Linked DNA regions of Cyprinus carpio: region 2 is linked to region 1. A link is a contact called in public Hi-C data. All regions are on one chromosome and are shown on one strand. The core of a region is the stretch at or near the end of the contact, and the rest is flanking DNA. Distances in the headings are between cores, read along the strand shown.

Region 1 (3,114 bases), core at 548-3,047:
ACTATTTAGTGTGCACTGTGCAGCATACATCTATTCCGAGCATAGCCAGAGCAGGAGAGCTTGTTTCTCAACTTCTGTGTTTATGTGGGTATTTTTTGCTGATGGTGTGTTTATATGAGAAGTTCAGACAACAGACCACAATTGATTCTTTATTCGCAACTCAGCTATTTATTATTGAAAATTCAGATATTTTGTGGGCTGTATTTTGAGCACTTTGAACCTGGTGCATCTATCATAGTAGATTATTTTTTTCATGGATGACTGATGAAAGAGTTCAGGCTAATGCTGTAGTTCATCAGCACAGATTTCAGCAATGTCGTCATGGTTTTAAGATACGGATCCTGGACCAGAATGTGATCACGGGGAGTCACTTCTGCTTTCTGCAGTTCTTCAGTTACGTATTCAAATGTGCAGTCAGACAGAGTTAATGAACAGCTTGACTCACTCAAATTAGACAAGTGCCTGTGTCTGTGTAGTGATGTGTGAGTCCAGAAGGATGCAGAATTTGTCTGAGTTATTAAAACTGCCCTCACTATATGCAGCCCACACTATATGTAGTGTATACACACACAAAATTCTCACTCTTTGGCCAGCTGCATACTAATTCACAGATTTGCACAAGCTAATTCACCGTTTCAAATCACATACTAACACAAGACACATGGTTACACGCATACGCACTAGGGCTGCACGATATTGGGAAAAAATTACATTGCGATATTTTATTTTTCTGCGATATATATTGCGATATGAAATCTAATCAAATTTTTTCTTAAAAACAAAAATGGGGTGAGCACACTTACATTCTCATTTTAAATGATTTAAACATCAAAGTATTATTTATATATTTATACTATATTTAATCTTTGTTTATCTTAGTTTATAAAAACACAGCTGTTCATTGTTTGGTAATGTTACTTCACAGTGCATTAACTATGTTAACAAATACTGCACAACTTTTGATTTCAACAATGAAGGCTAAAGCCTATAAATGTTGAAATTAACAATGTTGTAGAAGTGCAGTTTAGTAATAGTAAATGTTAAATAATGTAGTTAAATAGTTTAATAAATAGAAACATTATTGTAAAGTGTTACAGATTTTTTTTATACACCAATTCAGACGTCTCGCGAGTTCAGTGTTGGACTCAGTTGTTTAAACCATTCATTAAATTGAATCGGTTCAAAGGAATCATTAGTTCGCAAATCAGACGTGTACGGCACGCGTTGTGTAATTATCTCAGCAGTTTAGGATATCGCACAAGATTTGACAACACAGAAAACATTTCATCACTGGATAGTTTTTTTTTTTTTTTTTTTTGACACCATCCTGTCAATTGATTTTGCTTAATATGCGCGAGGGAGAGAGAGCAAGACAGCGCTCGTGTTGTTCGAAGACGGTGAAGTTGAGCGCGCGCGGCCGGGGCTCTCTCTCTCTCTCTCTCTCTCTCTCTCTCTCTCTCTCTCTCTCTCTCTCTCTCTCTCTCTCTCTCTCTCTCTCTCTGCTCGTTCTTATATGCGCCCTGTTAAACTGACAGGACTTAAAAACACATGCAAATGATAAACTTTCACTCTATGATGGTTAAGCTGTGCAATTAATCTGCGAATCACATTCGTCAAGGACGGGGAGCAGCTGCAGTGTTAGTTGAGTGTTTGTTGGATCAACTACGACAGCCTACATCGCACATCCTGCGATGTGACTATCGTGGATTCGTACATCGCGATATCAATGCTTAAATGACACATCGTGCAGCCCTAATACGCACTCAATATTTCAGAGTAGGCATGCTCAGCCACAAGTATTCACTGCCTACATGTTGCTCACATATAGCATTAGACGTCCTCATGAATTCAGTGTGTGAGATGGGATGGAGTTGAGCCTTTTTAAAAGTGAAGTTTTGAACTGATTTCACCAGGGACTGTATCCTCCCTAAAGCACACACTATAAATAGGGTCTGTGTCATTCTGACTGAAGTTCTTGAGCACTGTGAGTTGTTAAGGAGGTCAGAAATGAACTCCAAATAGAACAGAACACAGCTCCAGTCACTGACATAAACCTCCTTTCACGTCAACATACAGCTATCACTACTAGTGAAAGGTACGGCATGTTTGCTAAAGCATTGCGAAGGGCCTATTTAATAAATAAACCTAAAATGTATATACACAATTCTGAAAAATACACGTTTTTATACAAAATTATTTACTATATTGCATATAATATTATGTATTAAAATAATTATTGTTTATTGCATTTAAATGTATACTCTATGGTTATCACTACTATATGTTACTAAACCATTAGGATTTATTACTTTAAAGCATTATAGAATTTATTGAAACCATATAAAAACAATTTTTAAAAAATCTAATGTCACAATAGTAATTTATAAATATATAAAAAAACTTTTTTTTCATTCACGCATGGATTATGATTTTTTACAATATTCCATGTAGTTATATAAATCTGTATCTTATTATTTTTATTATTATGCTTATTGTTGATTGCATTTAAATATAAACTTGCTCATTTTTTCTTGCTCTCTTTTCTCTCGCATCTGTTCATAAAAGAGCAATGAATCACTCGTCATGGTTAACTGTAAGAGCTCTGCAGCTGGCTGAGAGTTTCACTAGATTTAAATGTAAGTTGATGTATCAGTCAGACTCTGCAGTTCTTAATCACACTTTCCTGGCACTTTTATGGCCCCAGATACTTCAGTTCCATTTGATGAATCACTTTTCAGCAGAATTCAGTGGTTGTCAGTGGCAGTGCATTCTGGTAGTTGTATGATTCTGTGTGAATGCAGATAATCGTTTAGTGTAAAACCCGGTGTTTGTTTACAAATTGCACTGGCTTTAATTTCCAAAGCCGTTTTGATTCTGGTTAAACTGGTTTAATACTGCTGACTAGCAGTTTGCAGTAGGCGGGAATCCCACTTGATATTCCGGTCCTATTATTCCAGGTCTGCGTTAAGCTGGTGCCGCCACTGGGTGGATTAAAGTTTATTTATATAGAAAGCTAATATTTAAGGGCTGGAACTGTTTTGGGTTTTTCATGGACAAATAAGAATCGTCCGTACGGCAGTGTGTGTGTGAACAGATGGCACAGGTGATGTCAAA
Region 2 (3,168 bases), core at 503-3,002, 61 kb before region 1:
TGCCGTTTTTACGCCCACATGTGTCAAAGACATTTTTGTTTGGCGGTGTGAATTCCATCACTGATATAAAGCTGCTTGGTCCACACTTTTATGTTTTGTTTTGGTTTTCTTTTTTTCTTCTTTTTTTTCTTTTTCTCAGTTATAGTCTGATATTGTGTTTTTTTTCCGTTATAGATGAAACACAGCATCCTGTTGTGCCAACCACAGAGCAAAATTAAGTTATATGAGGAAAACAAATGTTTGGGATGGAAAACAAATAATAGAGATGTACAATTTAACATCATATACCTCCAACAGAGAAACTAAAAAGATTACCATTAGTTTTAAATTTGAAGTGTTGTGTTAATTTTTTCTCTCTCGTCTATGAGACAGTGCTCTACATGAATGGAGCACTTCAATTACTCAAACAAAGTCATATAGTATAGGTTAGTGAGGTAAACAAACACTGCATAATGTTATGTAATACGGGTTAAGTATGTTTGCTGATGACTTGCCATAACATAACACTTTTTTCTATTATTCATCATGCTGGGACTGTTAGGCATCAGATAGGTATAGTTACAGCGTGGACTGAAATCTGCACCATGTATCATTTTCTAATTCTGCACACATGAATTCATGTTTGAGTGAGTGTGAAGACAGATTTGAGTTTGTTTAATTTTGTGTATGGACATTAAGGCATAGTTTTTTTTTTTATGCCATCATCACTCTATTTAAAGATTTTGGGAAAATGATAGTTTTTCTATAGGGTTGTCATTGGATAACCGTGTACATACAGTGTATGAGTACTGAAAAAAATTCTTTAACAAAACCAAAACTTAAAGAATATATACATTTGGTTATAAATTGGTTATAAAGAACGACACATTTAAAAATGTGGAAATAAACAGGTTTTTAATGATTTCGAGAAATTGAAAAGAAAGAACTTTATGATGTGAAAAATGAAGAAATATTTCATTTCTGCAATATTTAGATAATCAATCAAGCAAATTTGTGACACTGCTATGTTAACACTTGAATAAATGGTTAGATGTTCTGGCTTTTGTTGAAGCACAAGATGCTCTTTTGGTACATTCCCACATGATCAGCAGGTTTTTATGAAACTGTGCAGTTCATGCAGCTTGAGCGCTGCTATCATTAAAGCAAAAGGGATAATACCAAAAAAATAAAAATAAAAAAAAAATCCAGAAATTCAGATTTGGAATCATTTTGTAGCCTTATGCCAGTATTGTAATTTGTAACAATTTTAAAAACAAATTGTATTCAATTAGAAAATACAAAACATAATAATGTTTACTACAATTTATAAACTAGACTATGGAGCAAAAGTAGCCTGTGGTTTATAGTTTAACACAATTTGTAAAGATATATACAGTGGAGTCCAAAGGTCTGAGACAACACTCAGAAAATCTGGGATTCAAAATTTAATTTAAACCTGGAAATAACAAAGATATACGATTTATGTCTTTGCTTTTAAAAAATGCAAACAAGTAAACTTAATGACAAATTAAAAATGTATTTAAATTATATTTAATGTATTTTAATGTATTTAAAATATGTAGTTATAGTAAATTATGTAAATCGCAAAATTTATATTAATGTATTTAAATTATATTTAATGTATTTTAGTATACTGCATTCAAAATAAAATCCACTGAGACACGTGGAACGGCTGATTCAACTCCAGTTAACAACAGTTCACAGAAACTACAAGACCCATAAGCCCACTAAGGGCTAGGTTGTGCGTGAGTGATCGAGTGCGTGTGTGCGCGCGCTTGTGTTGTCTGCCGACTCGCCTGACGTCACCGCTGGAACTGCCCTGTCACGCGCTGTTAGTAAAAGTTGGGATAGGAGCTCGAGACGGAGAGCATCAGCGAAATTACGGACGAGCTCGATGAACGGTCGCTGTATGAGGTGTTATTAGTTTTATTCGTTTTCTAAGGCTTAGCAGGAGGCGCTCAGCCCCTCTTCCACCGCTCCACGCCACGGGCAAAAAGTTCAAGCCGCTGCGAGATCGCTGAAGCTCCGCAGAAGGTCGAAGAGTTTGGATTTTTGTGAGGGAGAAGCAATAATATTTCTTCCCGGGCTTAGAGAATTACAGCGCGGAGGAAAAGTTTAAAAGTTTTGCCTTTATTTGTAGTCAATGTAGTGTGTTTATTAAAGAGTCGGCGTATTTACACGGGTGAGCCCGAGCTGTCAAACCCGATGACTACTGCAAACTGCCCCGGGAATGAAGAGCTGGACTTCAGATTGATCTTCGGGGAGGACGGGCAGCAGCCGCCGCTAGGCCCCGCAGGTCAGTGCCTCTACTTCGGGATACTCTCACGCACTGTTTCGGTGTAGATTAACTCATGAATCATGCATCGAAAAAGTGAGGAGGTCGATACCAAATGCAACACTCGCTATCAAAAGCAGCAGCGGCGCGCCGTTGAATCGACAGAGCTCGCCGGCTTTTCGCTTTACGCTAGCAGCTGCAGTTTTGTTTAGTTTCTTGTGCGGTTGTAAATTCAGCCAATGAAAATGCGAAGCGGTAAATTTAGGCGCTGAGTGAACTAATGTATAAGCAAAGAGGACCTAAGCCGGTCACAGCGGCTTAGAGCCTTTTTAGCTGCCTGCCTAGACAGCGTTTTTGGACAACACAGGCGCGTTTGAGACACAGCCACCATGAATCTGACAGCTGCTCCACAGTGAAATCTAGAAAAGTTTCTGTTATCACTCGTGCCTGCCTTCACCTAGAGTACATCTACTTACATTTCACTGCTGGTTATATATTCTCGGTATAACCATGAATGGGACGAATAAAAATCTTGAATCTTGGAAAAAGTTTCAGCACTTAAGTTTCTACTAATACTGGACTTACACTGTTTCATTTCTCCATTTTACTCTTATTTACATCAAAACATCAACAGTAACTAGTTTTGTCAATGAGTTTGCAGGTGATACAATTTTTTTTTTTTTAAATGCACAAATATATAATTGAGTCATTATCACAAAATAGTGCTTACACATTTTGGAGCACATACTGTATTATCTTTTAGTTTGGATAAGATCCAAAAGACAGAATATAAACATGCTTGGTGTGCAGTTCATCAAACATCTCCCTAAAGTCATAAAAATTCAATATTTACATTTACATTTAGTCAATTACCAGACGCTTTTATCCAAAGC

Evidence for each region. A called contact is a pair of places that touch in the nucleus more often than the background predicts.
Region 2: a Hi-C map of skeletal muscle shows a contact between it and region 1, with 5 times the contacts expected there. The contact joins the promoter of LOC109093419 here to the enhancer-like site in region 1. A contact is called at or near these places in 5 of 8 Hi-C or Micro-C datasets (liver, red blood cells and skeletal muscle).

What each region holds. Positions count from the first base shown.
Region 1 is chrB7:20,068,889-20,072,002 of ASM1834038v1, reverse strand. All of the region lies in intron 9 of LOC109093419 (nuclear factor of activated T-cells, cytoplasmic 3-like), which reads left to right. Among protein-coding and RNA genes, the nearest start is that of LOC109102082, 44 kb to the right of the region's middle. Within about 2 kb of position 1,797, at least 1 of the 8 cell types and tissues checked has an H3K27ac peak or open chromatin away from gene starts, as enhancers often do. A contact at or near this core is called in skeletal muscle, where this site is marked.
Region 2 is chrB7:20,129,677-20,132,844 of ASM1834038v1, reverse strand. LOC109093419 (nuclear factor of activated T-cells, cytoplasmic 3-like) reads left to right here and starts at 1,752. Exons shown (of 10, transcript XM_042727848.1): 1 at 1,752-2,296. The coding sequence starts at 2,206.